2 separate regions of the Mus musculus genome follow, and region 1 is linked to region 2. The links are chromatin contacts, called in public Hi-C maps. All regions are on one chromosome and are shown on one strand. Each heading gives the region's core, a stretch centred on a gene start, on an enhancer-like site or on the middle of the called end of the contact. The rest is flanking DNA. Distances are from core to core; before and after follow the strand shown.

Region 1 (4,608 bases), core at 1,574-4,073, 160 kb after region 2:
AAAGAGAGAGAAGAAAGAGAGAGAAGAAAGAGAGAGAAGAAAGAGAGAGATCAAGATCTATTTGATTTGTTTACTTGAAAGACTGTGTCCCAGTTTCAGGTTTCCATAGAATTTTGAATACCTATATCTTCCTTTCTCTAACAAAAGATAGTATTATATTATATTTGTAGCCTGAAGATAATCGCACTCAGCAATTCTCAAGCTGAATATATGCAACGGTAGTTACATCAGTTGTTGCTTACAATAGTGGTCCTATGTGCAGTTGGTATTTTTCTAATGATTCACTATCTGTGAGAGCAAGGAAAGACATTAGCTTGTAAAAAGAAGAAAGCAGCCATCCTGGAAAGGAATCTGGAAGCTGAGCTATTTGACTTTGTTTTGCTGGAGCTTTGCTTGCTTGTATGCCTGCTGCTGCTGCTTTCTTCAGAACAAACCCCGGTATGCATTGTTCAAAAGACCTTGTTCCACCCAAATCCTGCAAGCTGCCCAGCACCTCCACTCCACAACTACATGCTTACAACTTAACTCTTTCCCTTCCCACCCCATCATCTCCCTTGCTAGAGGTTTTATGCTTCCATTGGCACACATACTAAATTCCTAGGCATCACTCAACAAGGCTAAATGTTATGTATTCTGAGTTCTCTGACTTCTCACCATGCAGAAACTCATCTCCTTTCTTTAAGTCTTGCAAGGTTATTTATAAACGAGTCATCCCATCATTGTCCTTTGTTACACTATGTTCATGATTCTCTAGGTGCTTGCTAGTAACATCTTGCATTCATGAAGAAACATGAAGTGCTTAAAATATTGAAAAAAATCCTGTGACTCCTGTGGATCTGAGCACAGGCAGTTGGTTATTAGTAACTATGTTAATTTGTGAGGGTAAGGAAGTCAAAGGAAGAGAGCCTAAGCAAGGGACTTTTAAAATTAAAAGAGCATAGCTTTTAAAAGTAGATATATTGTATTAGCAGTGAAACCAGACAACCTTTAAAAAATGCTTTGGTATACTGATCAAATTTTAATGTCTTTAAATTTTCAAATTGAAAGGCACCTTTAGTCAAAGAGTATGGACTTAACATATAAACAAGAAAACTGCACATGTAGTCTTGTGCCGCTATGGAAAAGAGGTAGAACATAGTCAAATTAAATCATTATCAGTTCTGATATGTATAGATCTGTGAAGCTATTTAGACATAAGATACAGTAAAACTCTGTCTTACAGAGAAACACTTCACAATAATGTGAGATACCTCCTTAAATAAACTAAACTTATACAGAAGTACAAGTTTTGCATGATTGTTCTCATAGCAAGACATTAATAAATGGATAGTAGAGAAGCACAGAAGGAATAATGAATAGAGATTGGATTAAATATATGTATTGAGATATCATACCTAAACTCATCAAAATGTATAGATATTACACATTAATAGAAACATGTTGGGAAAATGGAAAACAGAACAGAAACCTTTAATAAAAAAATAAAATAAGGGTCCTTTATTACCTCAGCACAGTCAACGAATGCTTGCCTTTCTCTTTCCATGACTGCGTGTCTCTAAAAACTATGTCTCCATCATTTAAAAAACAAAAAAGCTCATGTGAAAACATTGTGAACTACACACACAACTGGCAGAAAGAGCATACCAATTCACATGCTGTTTCTCAGGAAAATATAAAAAGAAATATGGATTCTTTGTTTGGAATTTCTAAAAAGACATTATTCTGATACAATTCAAAGCCATGCATTTCACTTATTTAAAATACACAAATTTACCTTCATGTGAACAAAACAATAATATATTAGAGAATATCTTCACATTATCATGATTTTTTCCTTTTGACTTTTTCATCTTTTTTTAAAGTAAAAGTTTCCTGAGCTTAGCATTGAATAAATATAATGCTGGTCTGGAAAGAGAAGAAGAGCTATGCCATACCAGTCCAACGTACGTCAATAAGTTCTAAAAGCTTTCATTTTCATAAGTGACTTTTACTATGTAGTAGATTAATATATATATCTTTTCTACATTGATATATATACACATATTTAAATCACTTGTAGAGATTATAATAATGCTGAAAGTAAATATAGTTTTCTGATGGTCTCTGAATACCTTGGACTCAGGAAAGCATCTAATTTCTTCTCATAAAACGGTGCTATATGTAAAAACCATTTCTATTTTAGGATATCTCTGCCGGATTTTTTTTCTAGTTTTCCCTTATGTTTCATGCCCTGTTCACATAAGCAGCATCCTGGTATAGACATTTTTTTAATACTATGTTATTTTCCTCTTAGTGAAGTCCCTCAGCAGGAAAAGCTTTCACCATGAACTGATTCTGACATTAGGCTTAAATGTTCAGTGTAAACTCAAACACAATTATCAGAATCGGCCTCCTTTCTCTTTCTGTTCTCTTGATTCATTTTGCTTTGGCTGGACCATTAAACTTATAAAATGAGGTTCTGCATTTAGTCCTACGTTTTGTTTTTAAAGAACAAAGATGGTATTGAGCTCAATCTGTACTATTGCCTTTTGGTGCCTATAAAAAGGTTTATCTTACTCTATGGTAGCCCAGAGAGAGAGAGAGAGAGAGAGGGAGAGAGAGAGAGAGAGAGAGAGAGAGAGAGAGAGAGAGAGAGAGAGAGAGAGAGAGAGAGAGGGAGGTATGTCAGAAACATTCCCAGTCCTTAAACCTCCAGTCTTCTCTTCAATACACCAGCAGAATTAGAATCAGAAAGCAGGCAGTGGTATGTGTGCAGGGCCACATAGGTGTCCTTCAGTGTCTGCAGCTGCAGCCTCCACTCACAGACTTCTGGAACTTGATTCTAAGTGGCTCTGAAAGGCCACTGAGGAGTTTGTGTTAGCCAGAGGCCACGAAAGCTGCTGGCCCCAGCTGAGAGATCCTCTGTTCGGTCTGGGCAGTAGCCCAATGTGAACAGAGAATCTGTTTTCTTCCTTCCACTCCCAAAGAGCACATTTCTGTTTGTTCCCGCATGTGCTAGAATGAATAGGGAACAATAACACTCATTTATACAAAAATAATAATGCCAATTATTATAGCAGTGTTAGTGAATGTCTAAATATCACGGCAAGCACTCGGGCATTTGTAGAACCATACAACCAAGTAACTTCGTAAGAAAACTCACATTTGTCAGAAGTTACTTAACATTCGAGAACGAAATCCTTTAAAGCCAATTGTAACATAGAACTCTCTGGCCATTGGCCTAATTTATTCATTCTGAAATACATACATTCCTGGCCTTTTACTCAATACAGTATTGAGGTGTGTACTTTGTATTTCTAATCTTTTTATTCTATTTTCATTCTGTTATATTCTCTACCTCTGTCTCTAATGTATCTACCAGCAAATAGGGAAACTCCCATTTTCAATATTGGATAATTTCTTAAATTAATCCAGACATTCTTCTGCAATGCTTTCTTCGCAGATTTGTGATTTTGGCAGCCAATGCCAAGTTCACATCCTGAACCATGGCTTCTATTAGTAGATGTCTGGGCAACATCCCAATAGAGCTGAGCGCTCCAGTGTCATTAATGGAGTGATGGTGTTTTGGTTGCCTGCCTTTCATTCCTCTTTACTTTACTATCACCGCCACGAGGATTAAAGAACCGAAGTACCTTCTCATTGAAATCTGAGGAGAGCACACTGTCTAATAAAATAAATAAAATAAAATACGACCTCTCTCTCTCTCTCTCTCTCTCTCTCTCTCTCTCTCTCTCTCTCTCTCAATCATGAAATAGAAAACAAAAAATTTTCACTTTGAACCTTTAAAATAAAGAATGTACAGATTTAAAGGATAAATACCATGTACTCATAAACATCAGAAATCACCAAAACATCTACTTGAAGCTGCTGCTATACACACATGATACCTATAGTCTCACTGTTACATCAACATTCTGTCTGAAGTAATAATTACAAAGTATCTTTGTTATAAAGATTACCTCAGTCTTGGGTTCATTTCTTTAATTCATGACATCTCTCAGGAATAAACTAGGTACTGATTTAGAGATGAAGGCACGCCCAGTGTTCTAAAGCTACCAAAATAACTTAATTGCAAAATGTGAATGGCATTTTCCATACAAAAAAAATAATATCTGAAAATCTACATTAGCAGACCTAAGCATTGCAATATCACTTTTTCAGTTAGGAATACTTTTCTGTGGTTTGTAAATTACACTGATTCATTAAGAAATAGGCAATGTTCTGCTATATTATCCCCATATTGTGTGTGTGTGTGTGTTTGACCAGTCAGCTTAACACATCAAAGCTCCATGGCATGGGGTTTACTGCATTCAGCTTGCAGACACCACAGGCTGTTACACTGACTCGTTTCACTCAGGAACATCACAGTGAAAAGGATGCGGAAGAGAAGACAGTCAAAATTGTCAGCTCCATCCACCACATATTCACCTAACTTAGCTTAGCTCTGCACTTTGAAGATGCACATGAAATTCAGAAGAGTATTTTGAAGAAAAAGGCAGGCTTGAGAGAAGAGAGGATGTTTTTAAAGCAACAATGCCTGAAGAATGGGAGAAGGTAGGAAAGGGGACATTAAAGTGAAACTATCCCTCAAATTTGCATCATTTGTAC
Region 2 (5,142 bases), core at 1,946-4,445:
ATGGAAATTTTATAGAGGACTACCCAGAAGAAAATGATTGGTTCTTAATTTTGTAGAAAAAAAAAAGATATGGCGATTTCTCACATATGGAAGCACCGTCTACAGTTGGCAAAGCTGCAAAGAAAATAACAAATGACCTGTGAACCATTGGGTGACTATAATCATAGCACAGTGATGCCTTTTTGGGAACCAGATACTCCAGAAAGAGCACATAGGGGATTAAATGCTCTAAGTACAGCACTACTGGGAAAGGGACGAAAAAATAATACTCATTGATCACTCTTATGGTATTTTAAATCATAATCTTATTAGTCATCCTCTAATATGTAAAATATACTTAATGTATACATTATATTAAGAATCATTAGTATCTATAGTTTCAGTGGGTTTTCTACTTATTTTATTGTATAGGCTTTGCTACAGTATTATATATTTTTTGTCTCGAAGCTTTTTTTCCATATTCTGAAATAGAAAATCCTGTGGTTATTGGCACCATGTGTTTACCTATTGTCAATTTTGTAATTTCATCCCTCCTTGTAGACATAGGTCCACCCTGTGCATCTCACTTGCTCTGTTTTCCACTGTTCATTCACAACTTCATATTTGTTCTCGAGAACCTTAGTGTCTAGTACTTGCAGTGTGTGTAGAGGGGACAGGTGTGTGCTTGAAATGAAGTCACACAGTATAGCACAGACTGTAGAGCAGGATCGTCTCAAAGTTGTGCTGATCTTTCTACCTCAGCTTTCTAAATGCTAGCTGGGATTTCCTACCTGAGCCTCATTGTCAAGCAATGAATGTTATATTCTAGGTGAAAATAGTTACACAGTTAAAGCAAAAAGGTGATCCACGGTTTTAAGACTTTAATTTCACTCATATAGTTCACCCATATAATCATAGTATTGGTGTTTACATATCTAAGTGATAATTGTGAATGGCAAAGGATGGTAGACTTCAGTATGCTCCATTTAGAAAGGAAACTTTTATTGTTTTAAAAATCTTCTCGAGTCACCATCAGAGTGGCTTCTTCCTCTGGCAGAAGTTGGGACTGGGTACAAACATCCACAGCCAGGCTCATGTGGAGAGGGAGTCTAACTTGGAGGTCTCCATTGGGTCATTCTCGCAGAGCTCAGAGAACCCATGAAGGAGTGGGAGGAAAGATAGTAGGACTCGAGGAAAATGGAGGACACTAATAAAAGACGCCCCAGTGAACCAACTAAGCAATGCTCATATGGGCTCACAGAGACTGAACTGGTATGCACAGGGCCTGTATGGGTCTGCATCAGGTCTTCTACTTATGCGTTGTAGCTGTTAGTTTAGTGTTCTGGGGAATTCCTCGCAGTAGACCTGGAGTTTCCCTGACTCTCTTGCCTGTTCTTGGGACTACTTAACTTGTGTTGGGTTTCCATGTCCAGTCCTAAGGCGAGCGCTTTTGTCTTACTTATTCTGTCTTGATTTATCGAAGTTCTTAGAGTATAAGTTTCCAAAATCTTTATTTAGGAACAACATTTAATTTTGCCTCGTCATGCTACCAAAATCCAAAGCCTCTTTATTAATGGTCTCCTTCATTGGGAAGGTTTTGTTAATATTTCCTTCTCTATTCATACCTTCATCCATATTTTTTCTCTGACCCCTCTGGTTGAATTAGGGGAAAACTGGAAGTAGCTTAGGAGGAGGGTGACCCCGTAGCAGGACAAGCAGTCTCAGTTAACTTGTATGCCCGAGATCTTGCAAACACTGGACCACCAATCAGGCAGCATACTCCAGCTGATATGAAGACCCCAACACATATAACAGCAGAGGACTGCCGGGTCTGGGTTCATTCAGAGAAGATGCATGCAACCCTCAAGAGACTGGAGGCCCCAGGGAGTTTAGAGTTCTTATGGGTTGCGGAGTGAGGGTGAGGACATTCTTGTGGAGACTGGGGGGATGGGGCAGGGAGGTATTATGGGATGTGGAACAGTCAGAGGGTGGACTGGGAGGGGAATAAAATCTGGACTTTAAAATTAATTAATTAATTAACTAATTAATTAATTAAAAATAAACCTTATTCACCATGCTCCTTCTATAAATCATTGGATTTTTGTTTTCCACTCCTGACTGAATGTATTTGTACTTGGTTCCATCCTCTTATTTTTATTAGAAACGGTTAAGAATCACTGTCTTTCTCCCTGTAGCATCAATAACTTCTACCTTACTCCACATCAGAGTTGGAAACTTAGGTCCATGATAATTAAATAAACTATTTGGATCCCATGCATTTTGCTCTTGTCTTCTTATCTTTCTAACTTTTGTTCAGTGGTGGTGGCTTTAAGGATATGTGTATGATGTCTACTTTTTAGAGTAGAGTGTATGTATACATATAAAGTATCGATTGTTGTCCTCTTGCCTGAATACAGAACGTGCAAATACATTTATAATTATAAATGCTCGTGATAGTAACATTGACGCCAACAAGAATTGGTAAGGAGTATACACTATTATATCCTTATTTAGCATCAAATATTTCAGTAAAGGTGCAGAGTTCCCTAACGTTAGCAGAACACCTCTCTGAAAATCATTACACCATGGGACATTATGACTTACAGCAATGATATGGACAACCTCCAGTTTTATAGCGCTTGCATGTCTTCAAAGAATTTTGTCAGCTATTACCTGTATTAGGTTTTTAGGTTTTCAATGACAGCAACTTCACTATAACTTCGGATTTGGTCTCATGCTCTCAATTTGTTATTGTACAAATATATTATTTACATGTAAATACATTACATGTAAGAAAATATGCAATTATTTCAATTGGAAATATATTTCCATTGAAAAGCACCAGGTTTGTTAAACAAGGATTTTCAAGTACAGTAATTATTCCATGCAATGGAATATATAAACACTATATGTGTTGTATATGGCTGTGTGTGCAGATATATATGTATGTGTTTCTCATTAGAGATTTGTTACCCTGGTTAATTCTCTTTGCTTTTTCAAATACTCAGATTTCATGTTAAATCAGTTCATATCAACTCCATCAACCTAAAAAACTTAGTACCCTTAAAGGTTTTAAAAATAAAAAATAAATAAATAAAATAAAGACTTATACAGCCCTCTAGTGTTCCAAACACAAAGACTTCTATGTCCAAGTACTGTAAAGTGTGACTGAGCTGAACTCCCCTTTCCAGCCTCTCCTTCAGTGTGGAGTCGCTGCTGACAGTCTTGTTGTTGGAGCACACATTATTTAAATGACTAAGAAGACTGCAGCATCTGCTGTGGGACCTGAACTGTTGTCACTGTATCACCAGAGAGAATGCTGAAACCAGGGCTGCTTAGAAACAGCCTTCCTGGGGGGGGGGGTACCCAGATAGACCACAACATTTCAGGATTCTGTGTACTAAACTAAACAATTGATGGAAAAGTTTACCCTGCTTCATTGCTGGCTTTCCCTCCTGGCTCCCCTCTCTAGGAATTTCCATTCACAGAGCCTAAAGCTATTTTTTTTTCAGAAATTATATAAAACCTGACATTGCCGAAAAAAAAAAAAACCTTAAAAAAGATGACATCAGGTGCTGCCTTTCAAATCAAATTTTAATAGGCAAGCTGCAGGCTGAAAGCAGAGGCGTCATGACCTCATCACTAAGCAAGAGTCACAGCTGTCCCTGGTCTGCAGATGGAGCTGTTGACAAAACAGTGCCATCTACTTGAGAAAACTCAGGGCACGGACTGGAATGATGTTGAATTTGTCCTTTTAGCTTCCCCCCACCCATCCTATTTTTCCCCTTTATATCTATATACATAAAGACTAGGACTTAAGATATATCCTGGATATTATCTCGTCAACTGAAAGAAATCCATCCTTTGAGAATTAAAAACAGAAAGGGAATTTGATGAGGTTTATCTGTTTGCAGAATTTTATTCCATAAACACCCAAGTAATCTGTAGGCCAATGAAAGATCTCTACACAGGAACGGAGCGTGGACTTATGGAATAGACTGTTTATATGTTAGGAGGAAATTAGGTGACACTCCACACAAGCTTTGAGATTTTTATAACTGAAGAGAGGTTAATGGTCAGTTATTCTTTCAACAATTACAATTTAAAGTTGTGTAAAAGGCTCTATTAGCTTCTTATTTGGATGAAGGGCCACGCCAGCCACTTCACTCTTGCAAGAAGCCAGCAGTTAAGGTATATAGCAGACCTGCCACAGCTTAGGAATAGAGAAGGACATAGAAACAAAAGGAAAGACACCAGGTGTAAGTGCTGCTGGCATGCCACTAAAGGCAATTTTAAAAGTCACTTTAGCTGAAGTTTTAAGGTCACCTAAGGGAAACTTCATTTGTTTTTTTTCCAAAAGTGGAAACTGAGTTGTCAAAATATTGCTGCTGATACATGTCAAGATGAGGGTCAGAAATAAGCTTTTCTGGAACTCTCCATCAAATTCTTTCTACTAAGAAAAAATGCATTTCTAGGTGACGTATGTCTTAGTGCCTGCTTAGAATGAATTTGAAGAGTCTCTGTGGGCAGTCCATCTTGGTCTTAGGATATCAACCTGACTGCAGTCTGTGACAATTTTCTACAAGCCTTTTGGAAAGTTTCAGGGTTCTGGGGTCAGATAGTTAGTATAAGCTTTTATTATTTTCTTCTTTTCAGGTGGTATGTGCATTTATTGAGATAGGTAGAATGAAAAGTAGTGGATTTCTGCTACTATGAACAGCTTAGTCTTTGGTAATGAAAAAACACCCAGTCTAATTCATTATCAAAACATTATTCCTCTAGTATTTTGTTAATCTAGGGTTAAAATATGAATTAAAATAATTTACCTTTTTCTTATTATTTCAGACTTTTACGTGATAAACATTGGAATATGATTTAGCAGATACTTCTGCATTTGAAAATTACTATAATATCTCTCTTGATATCTCAGAGAAAAATAAACTCAATCACTATAATTATCATTGGGAAAATAAACCCACATATTTTACAGTCAAAGAAATTCGAATTCTTTAGAAGGGAACAGGAACAAGGTGAAAACACACACACATACACACCACATGCACACACAAACATACACACACATTATATATATATATAAAAAAAACTGTGTTGAATGCCTTAAAATACTGAATATAAAATGACATATTTTTAAGTTACATAATG

Evidence for each region. Hi-C and Micro-C count contacts between places; a contact is called where the count stands out from the background.
Region 1: a Hi-C map of neural progenitor cells shows a contact between it and region 2, with 3 times the contacts expected there. The contact joins two enhancer-like sites. A contact is called at or near these places in 4 of 484 Hi-C or Micro-C datasets (brain, cerebral cortex and neural progenitor cells).

The regions. Positions count from the first base shown.
Region 1 is chr14:93,540,913-93,545,520 of GRCm38.p6, forward strand. All of the region lies in intron 3 of Pcdh9 (protocadherin 9), which reads right to left. Among named protein-coding and RNA genes, the nearest start is that of Pcdh9, 350 kb to the right of the region's middle. Within about 2 kb of position 2,824, at least 47 of the 459 cell types and tissues checked have an H3K27ac peak or open chromatin away from gene starts, as enhancers often do. A contact at or near this core is called in neural progenitor cells, where this site is marked.
Region 2 is chr14:93,377,731-93,382,872 of GRCm38.p6, forward strand. The region is part of intron 3 of Pcdh9 (protocadherin 9); the gene reads right to left. Among named protein-coding and RNA genes, the nearest start is that of Gm23509, 240 kb to the left of the region's middle. Within about 2 kb of position 3,196, at least 16 of the 459 cell types and tissues checked have an H3K27ac peak or open chromatin away from gene starts, as enhancers often do. A contact at or near this core is called in neural progenitor cells, where this site is marked.